2 separate regions of the Siniperca chuatsi genome follow, and region 1 is linked to region 2. A link is a contact called in public Hi-C data. All regions are on one chromosome and are shown on one strand. The core of a region is the stretch at or near the end of the contact, and the rest is flanking DNA. Distances in the headings are between cores, read along the strand shown. Region 1 has its middle 6.8 kb from the start of ugt5d1. Region 2 holds the start of LOC122888538 (periostin-like).

Evidence for each region. A called contact is a pair of places that touch in the nucleus more often than the background predicts.
Region 1: a contact with region 2 is called in a Hi-C map of an unstated tissue, with 6 times the contacts expected there. The contact joins the enhancer-like site here to the promoter of LOC122888538 in region 2. A contact is called at or near these places in 2 of 3 Hi-C or Micro-C datasets (liver and an unstated tissue).

What each region holds. Positions count from the first base shown.
Region 1 is chrLG14:14,981,040-14,985,415 of ASM2008510v1, reverse strand. No RefSeq gene overlaps it. Among protein-coding and RNA genes, the nearest start is that of ugt5d1, 6.8 kb to the right of the region's middle. Within about 2 kb of position 2,310, the one cell type or tissue checked has an H3K27ac peak away from gene starts, as active enhancers do. A contact at or near this core is called in liver, where this site is marked.
Region 2 is chrLG14:14,935,306-14,939,862 of ASM2008510v1, reverse strand. LOC122888538 (periostin-like) reads right to left here and starts at 1,712. Exons shown (of 23, transcript XM_044223114.1): 1 at 1,430-1,712; 2 at 522-620. The coding sequence starts at 1,548.

The DNA of each region.
Region 1 (4,376 bases), core at 1,061-3,560, 45 kb before region 2:
GTGAGGATAGGAAAAACTCTGCTCCTTTATTAGTAATGTTGATGCAAATAGTTTCAAGTTGAGTAAGAGTGGTTGAACTTACTAGATAAGATAAGGTGGCAGTTCCTCAGTCTGGTCTGTGTCAAGGAAAAAGTCCAATGTTTCACTCATTGCCCCTAAAACAGCACCTATCCTCTGGAAACAGTGTTTCAACACACTTTTTTGTCTGTAAGATTGGGTTGGTATATGCTGAACCTTAAATCTCATAATTATTATACATGATGCTCTTAGTATTACATTACAATATGTGTGTACATACATATATGCATGTGTGTTTGAACAAGCATTGGCACAGCGGAAAATTACTATTTCTATTGGTTGTGGGTCACTTATGTAAGCAGCTTTTATCCTGTTTCCTGAACTGTGTGGTGGGCTTCTAAAAACAAACTCTGGGCCAAAAAAGAAGACAAAAAAAAAAAGAAATTAGAGCCGGCTGTATGAGACGCAACATGAATTTTATTGACTATGAGTGCATGGAAGTAGACATGATTTTGGAAAGGACATTTCTTTGATTTTCCTTGGCATATCTCTACAGCAAAATAATGGTCACACATTGGACCATGCGTGGTTGAGGTAAACACTGGCATGAATGAATGCACCAGTGCTTGCACACACACACACAGGAAGGCAGGGAGGTGTGTAATCATTTTTACAAGCTTTTCCATTAAAAGAAAGATCTTATCATAACTGAAACTCACTGTGGAACCAAAGATGAAGCCGAGGTAGACGTTTTCCCATTTTATTCTCAGTGTAAAAGTAGAGGAGAATCCATTTGCTGTGTATTTGAGAGGATGACCAGCATCGATTGATGCCTTGATATCACAACCTGAAAGACACAAAGACAGAAAAAAAAGACATGTAGAAGAAGAATAAAATTTCTGATTTCTGTTTTGCGTGTATGTGTATTGTGGGAGGTTGTGTGGACAGTCTGGAAAATAATTTGAGAATGAATACATTGATATCTGCGTCCATGTGATGCATTGGGTCTGTCTACAGGAGTGTTGCTCTAAGGAAGGAGTTGAGACTCCTTTTGAGTGGGAGACAGATATTTGGCTCTAGCTTGGGGCTTGAAAGTTAATAAGTGGTTAACTGGTGTCCATGCTATGATGCAGCACAGACATCACTGAGGATGGGAGGAACAGTCTGAGTCTGGGGCCTAGGGACAAAATTATAGCTTAAACTGATCCTGAGTGGGATTTTAAGGTGGGTGAGTACAGGGCATAGGTAGTGTAGCTTATGTTTCTTAGACTGGCTCTGTGAATGTCATTAGTTTTGCAGGTATTTGCTCATAAACCAAAATATTGGTCAAAGTGATTACAATTTATCCTCAGCTGGGCTTGAATGTGTGTAGCTAATTTCATGGCAATCCATCTAATAGTTGTTGAGACATTTTACTCAAAACCACAAACGTCAACCTCATGGTGGTGTCAGGTCAGATGATCACCAAAGTCATTAGGATTCATAATCTGGGAACAATGAATGTTTGTACCAAATTTTGTGCCAATCTGTCCAGTAGATGTTTCATGGAGCTAGCAGTGTCTAAATGTCTGGATCAGCTGCAACAAGAGCAACAACAGAATACAACTGGAGTAAATTGCTGCTTGTAATGCGGATCAATTCCTCCAAGTCCTTGCTAAATAATATAGTGATGATACAGCAGTGATGATACAATGCCAGCATTCTGTTGAATGAATGCATTGTCTCTCTATGGCACAGCTATGACTCTGATATCTAGTCCTTTTGCACTTTAATATCTTATTTCTTCAATAGCCATGCAATGGCAACTACAGTATGGTTAAAGTGTAATTAAAGCAACTTAAACTATTTGGTTAAAATAAGGGAAAGATCGTGGTCTTGGTTAAATGTATTTTTTATCAACTTCAACTGATCCATTTCACTTAGTCACTACTTACATAAATTGACATGTTTGAATAAATCATTTGTTCATTTTCTTTTTTTAAACACTACTACTACTGCTTCTGCTGCCTAGTGTGAGGTAGTGGTAGCGGTTTTGGTGTGTGTGTGGTAGTGGCGTCATGAATTGATTTCTCCACTGCTTACATCACGCTGTGACCTTAACCTTTTTACTGTTTATGCATATTTACAAAAGATTCTCCAGTGTAAACGTTAAGCCGTAGGAAGTTACAGAGATCTTTGAAGTAGGTGTGACAGAACTATTCTGTGTTCTGCATGAAGTCCTCGTGCCTAAACACAGGCCTGTTTCATGCAAAACACTTCTGACTATAACTTTGGTGCCTAAACACACACTCATACACAACATACATGATTTTTAGCCTGTGCTCAGTTAATGTGTTGTACAGATTCACATATTGTTTGGTTTATGTCCTAAATGGTTGTTTATGGGGCTACAAATCTCTCTCACTGTGTATGTTATATACAGTAAATAAAATACAATTAGTGTTTTTTTCAGGCTGTAAATGGATATCAGGTATCCCTCTTTGATAAGAGCGCATGCCCGCTCACATACTCTGGGTCGAACTCTGAACAGTCCATAGTCTGTCATGACATAAGAAACACATTCAGAGAGTTTATGCAGCACATTAAAAGCCCATGAATAGAATATTGGCATATTAGACGTATGAGGACAACTTCACAAGGATCCCCATCCCCACAGCTGAATGCACAGCAATCAGTAGAAATATAACGATACACACAGCTTACTGTTGTGTGAAATGCATAATACAAAGTTTATGATCAGGTCTGACAGCTGGAGCACTGCATAGTTTCAAATTTGGCCTTTAGTATTTTCTAAAAGGATACAGTTAAGTGAGTAAAGTGTCTCAACAAAGTGGAATTTTACCAGTAAGAGCAAAAGTTATTCCCATGTGGAATGACGCACGGCGGACATGCCCTTTCCTCTTCCTGTGTATGCTCTTTGTTAGCCAGTAAGTGATGACCACAGAGTTCAATGTTGTCTGTGAAGATTATAGTACAAAATAACAACCTGCACAGATTGCTTTCTTTGAATGGGCCTGTGAGAGCTTTCAAGTTTTTGTCACCTTACAATACGCTTGTTGTTTTCTAAAAGTGAATGTTTGACTCCTACCTCACCCAGAAACATCATTTTTTTCAAATGAATGAGGGGTGAACAGACTACTCTTTAACAACTGTTAATCCACCACTACAGGTTTACCAAGCACTGTTAATATAAATCAAGTAATGTGGTAGTATTTTGTGCATGAGGTTTAAACAAATAATTTTCTTATATCCTGTGGTAACTCATATGAACACTATTCATTCATTGTTGCTTAACACTCTCATTTAAGTAAGAGATCAGGACTTCCCAGTGCAAAGCTAACAACCTGAGTCTGCTAGAAGAGCCTGCTTCTTAAAAAAATAAAGCACCTGTCTGATTACAAGAATCAGATATCAGAAATAAGAATGCATTAGATATCACTAATTAATCATCCCAGTCATCATAACCATCATCAGTACTATGTGTGTGCATGTGCATTTGAATGTGTGAATGCGTGCATGTGTTGCATTCGAATGCCCTCTCCAGAGAGCTGTCAGTGCTACAGTGACGTTCTCCATGTCCAGAATGGAAGACAGATTGAGTGTTATGGATGGAAAAATAATCACTGTGTTCACACGTGCGTGCGACTTTGCATTTGTGCGCACACGTGCAGGGGTCAGTGAGGGGCCCGCGCTGAATCCTGTCCAGTGATGAAGATGGCGAAATAGAATGAAATCATAAACCTTGAGGAGTTTTTGATCTCTCCCAGATGATTGAACTGACTCCACGGTGCAGAAAGTAAAGCAGAGGTAAATGTTGTTAAAAGCTGCTGAACTTTGGACCTTGTTGAGAATGGAGTAGATGTTATGCATTTATAGTTAATGCTAATACTGCCTGTACATGGCAGTTTTTCTCTTTTTTGTGCTTTTCTGTGAATATCTGCAACTGAAATACATGTTAGACTCATCAGTCAAATATTCTGTACGTCTGAGAGAGTCAGTCAGTGAGCAAAAAGCAACACAGATATTGCTTTGTGTCAGTAACTTCCACACTTTATAGACTGTAAACGATGCAACTGGCTCCATTACTGTGTGGGGTCTTTATATAAACAGTCCAAAAGGCCATACTGTTTATAGTTGTTTATGTGAATAACTTTATGGTGGATTGCACCACAGGTTGTTTTTACCATCTTCAGTCACTGTTCAGTTGAACAGGACAGGAAAGCTGAAAAGATGGTAACAATTTGCGTTTGTATAGGTAAATAGATGGACTTTGGCTACATCTGTTTGTTACATTAGTGGTGAAGATGAAGATGTCGTTCTATCTCATGCAATTTCGATAAGTTATCTGTTTGGGATAC
Region 2 (4,557 bases), core at 463-2,962:
CTGCAATATATCCACCGTTTCACCCAAATGCACACAAAGACTAAAAGCATATAGAATTAATTTTTCAGTCAGATATGCAGTCTTCTCTCAAATCTCTCAAAATCCTTAAAAAGACAAAATTTCTGAAATTTAAATATTCAATCATCATCGTGATCATGAACCCTGCTTCTTTTTTTGTGAAGGTTCAGAGAAGAAAGTGAGACAGCTACATGTTTTTTTGTGAAGGTTCAGAGAAAAAAGTGAGACAGCTACATGTTCAGGTAATTCAAGACAGAAAGAGCCCGAGGGTCCAGAAAACTAGGGTTAGACAGGGCTGACCTCTGCTTTTTTGAAACATAATAAAGAGGGGGGCAGGAAACAGCTGAGGAGTTTTGTGCATTCTGAACTACTGTTGTTTGTGTGCACGATGTTTGGAAGCTGGGAGTGGTGTGCACTTTAAGTTCTGTGCAAATTTAAAAAAGATTAAATAGAATAAAAACATGTAGTTATTCGATTCATTCAATCTTTTGGTAAAGACTTACGCCTTCTTGCCACAGATAGAGCCTTTGTACCAGTTCCTACATGTGCTGAAGTACTTCTTTTTAGTCCCCAGGACCTGCTGTAGAGCGCACACATTGGGTCTGTAAGAGGAGGGGGTGGGGGTGACAAAGAAAGGGAGAAGCAAGGGTGGGAGGATGGGCAGGTGAGGCAGGATGTGGGAGCACGTGAGGGTGGAGGAGGGGAGGGGGAGACAGAAAGGTAAGGTGAAGAAGGAAGGATGAGAAGAGAAGAGGTAAGGGTTGTTAAGGGAATGTATGACACAGGGAGGGGTGCATGCAGGTAGAGAAAAACATGATTTATACATTACAGTGCACACAATGTATACTTTCGCTTAGTTTGAACAACCAATCATTTGAAGCTTATACTTTAAACCCTTATTTTGTCTAATCACAATTTCTTAATAGAAGTTAATTTAAGAAAGCAATGAACTTCCTTTAACTTAATTGGAACATTTCAATTTCAAACCCCAAATTGAGCACAGTATTTACAATTGAAGAGTGGATGAATGTGAGAGACACTATTGAATTTTCCATTGTGGCTCGAATCAATATTTTCATCAATGCAGCTGACCTGTTTCTCAACCTAAATTAAGCGCTCTGATTTAAAACCACCTTAAAACATAGCATAAATATAAAATCTGACATACTTGACACTTGGACACTTGCACATAGGTACATATCTGTCAGCTTGTTACCAATCATGCAATGTATGTCCTCATATCTACAGACAAATGCAAACAAGTTTATCAGGATTGTTAAAATCCCCAGTTATCTGCAAAATTAAAAACAAACAAAAATATCCAATAAATGGTATATTTTGCATGTGTCACCTTTCTTTCCCCTCACACAGCCTCTCACCTCTCTACCCCCCCCCAGTCCCATCTCCTTACCCTTCCTTCCTGGCCCGTATGCGACTGTGGGTGACTATCTTGTCATAAGCTGAAGAATCCACGCTCCCCAGAGAACAGAGTGCCACCAGCACTAAGGTCACCAGTAGCAGCTGATGCATCCTGGGGAGTTATCAGTCCTCTATACTGCAAGGGCACAAACACACAGTCCTCTTGTCTTTTAAACACACACGCGCACCCTCCAAAAATTACACAGGAGATATGGGAGTGCGAGTGAGAGAGGGAGCTTTTATACCAACAAGTCCCTCTCTCTCTAACACACACCCGTACCCACCCACTCTCTTTTTACTCCCTCACTGTCTTTTCCATACCATTACATCCTGCTCTGACCCGCATGCACCCTTCTCTTCGGTCTAAATCCTCCCTCTAGCTCTGATTTCAGCATGAGCTTATTGTCTCCCCCTCCCTCACACTGTTTCACATGAATTTCTCATAAATTTCTCATTTACCACCATCACATCCCAGAGCACCGAGGACACCCTGTAACTCAAACTTCACATTGCTCTACACTCTACAATGACAGCTTGTCTTCCTAATGTGGATTGTCCTTTAAAAGTATGTTAGACTGCCATGTAACACAGAAGTTTTGACCCATGCATTTAAGATTGATAGAGTATTTTGAGAGGGGAAGACTCTTGGAGTTCACATCACAGTTGAAAGATGTGCAAAAAGAAATAAGTAAATTCACATAAAGTAATAAAGAGTTATAGTGACTAATTAAACATCATTCTATTTCACACTCACACCTAAGCACACGCACACACACACACACACACAGGCAGTAAGCACACCTCTAAAATGTGTCCTTGGGACATTTGGCAACAAAATATGGGAATTAAATTGACTGCATTTTTTAAATAGGCTTGATAAGGCTGTAAATCAAACTCAAAGATCCATGGTGATGAATCTGTGTAGATGATAGGTTTACACTTTGCTTGACAGAAGCCTAAGTGTATTTTTATCATCCATCCCCTGGGATCCCACTTTCCTCCTCATTACTTTTACGATGTGGATTCATCATTTTCACCAGCCTTTCCTCCCCTGAACTTCTGTTTGTGCTCCAGCTCCTCTTCTCCATTCATCCTCCCTGCTGTCATGTTCATCGTTCATCAGCTCAACTGTTTCCCAGTCCCAACTTTTCCCTAGAGCTGTCTCTGTCTCCAGATCTGATACAGCTTCAAAGGGAAAATCCATCATGAAACAGCATCATCATGTACAGTCTTGACTTGTGAACACGAATAGGTGTGCTTCTAAACTGGAGACATGCAGGTCAGCACTCCCTTGATGATGTTGATGTCATTGAATTAAGAGCTAAATCTTGCACGCCAGTATACATACAGTAAATGTTTTGTTTCTTAAACAATAAATTCATATAGCAGGTTTTCTCATTCAAACATAATAATTAAATAGTATGCAATCAGCAGAATAAAGAAAGCAGATTTTGTTCTTTGAATGCTTAACTGAAATCACATTTATTAAGCTACAGTACATCACAGATTTATTCACTCTTTATGAACTCACATGACCTCCCTGATCCTAGGGAGGACAGCAGCAAGAAGGAGGCTGAGCTGTCTCCAACAGGGCCTCCTCCCTTTGGAGACAACTTCCTGTCTATGATGCTATCTTAGCATTTAAGAAAAAAAACTTTACAGACTGAGGAAATGCATATTCAGCCCAGCCTGCAATTTACAGTAATATAAACCTCACCAGCTATTTATTTCCCTCCCCTGCTTGAGGCTCCTCTAAGATCCCCCCAAACACAATACATGTGCGCACACACACACACACACACACACACACACACACACACAGACTCCGAAACAGACACACAAACACCTACAGTACATGATTGATTATCACTTTCATTGCATTTAACAGCAAATGAAATGCCTCTCTTCCATTTGTCTCTGTTCACCTGAGACAAACCTTTAAGAGGAATTTAAATCCTGTTGATCCCCATGTGTCACCCTTTTGCTGCCCACAGGACTGCACCACAGTCCTCCAAAAGGTGGCTACTCTGGATCTCAGATCATGCATATATTGGCAGAGGTAGCAGATAACAGGAACTCCATCCTATAATGACATCTCCCTCTAGTGGGAAGGACATGTCAGTACAGTCATGTGTGAGGCCTCTGTAACTTACACAAAGTTTTACAAATGGTATTAACACATGTAACAAGAGGAAAAACTAAAGTTTGTATTGGTAACTTTTGTCAACATATGTGTAACAGGTCTGCATTTACATACTTTTGTAAAAAAAACCCTGACCTTTCTCTTATGGATTAAAGCGTCCATAACTCACCTGGTGTAAAAGCTCTTAATGACAAGTGGTACAAAGTCTATCTAAGTCTATCTACAATCTATTTAATTAATCAAATAGGTATAATTGAATATATTATGTACTCTAGTGTGCAGAAGTTCTTCTTTTTTGTTGACGTTTTTCTACATTTTGAATTACACAGGTCATATTTGACAGGACAACTTGATCGTGAATTCCTGGAATGTGATTCAATACGATTTTTTATTAAATAATTTTGATCCACCACATGCACTCTAAATTTAAATATTTTATATATTTTGGGGACAATATAGATTTTTTAAAAGTTTAAAGGTACTGTATATGAGATTCTGAACATTAATATAGCAGTAAACAACTATTCTCTATGTAAAGATATAGTGTAGTAATGGTGTCCAGAGCAGAGAATGATGTCACACTCTTTTTTTTAGTGTTGTAATCCGAGCTTCTCTGTTCTTTGTTTTGGTAGCCAGTCAGGCCGCATGTGCACGTTAGTGCATGTGAGTCCCTCAGTATGAAACTGTTGGCTTTGAGGGGAGCTATATAAAGTATTTCTGATTCTGATTCTGATAACAGCTTTTCCTTTTCTCATCTAACTCGGTAAAATAAGATATAATAATGATTTATTTTGACCAAACCAGAGTTGGTGATTGTTGGAACAGTGGAAAAACTCACAAAGACAGTTTTGGTGAGTTTTATTTTGTTTCTATCCAGTTTGAATGAAGTGTGTTTTACAATGATCTGCAAGGTAAAATTATGTTTTTTCTCAATGGAATCTGGTGGGCCATAGCACCCATTTGTTTTGGTCTGAGAT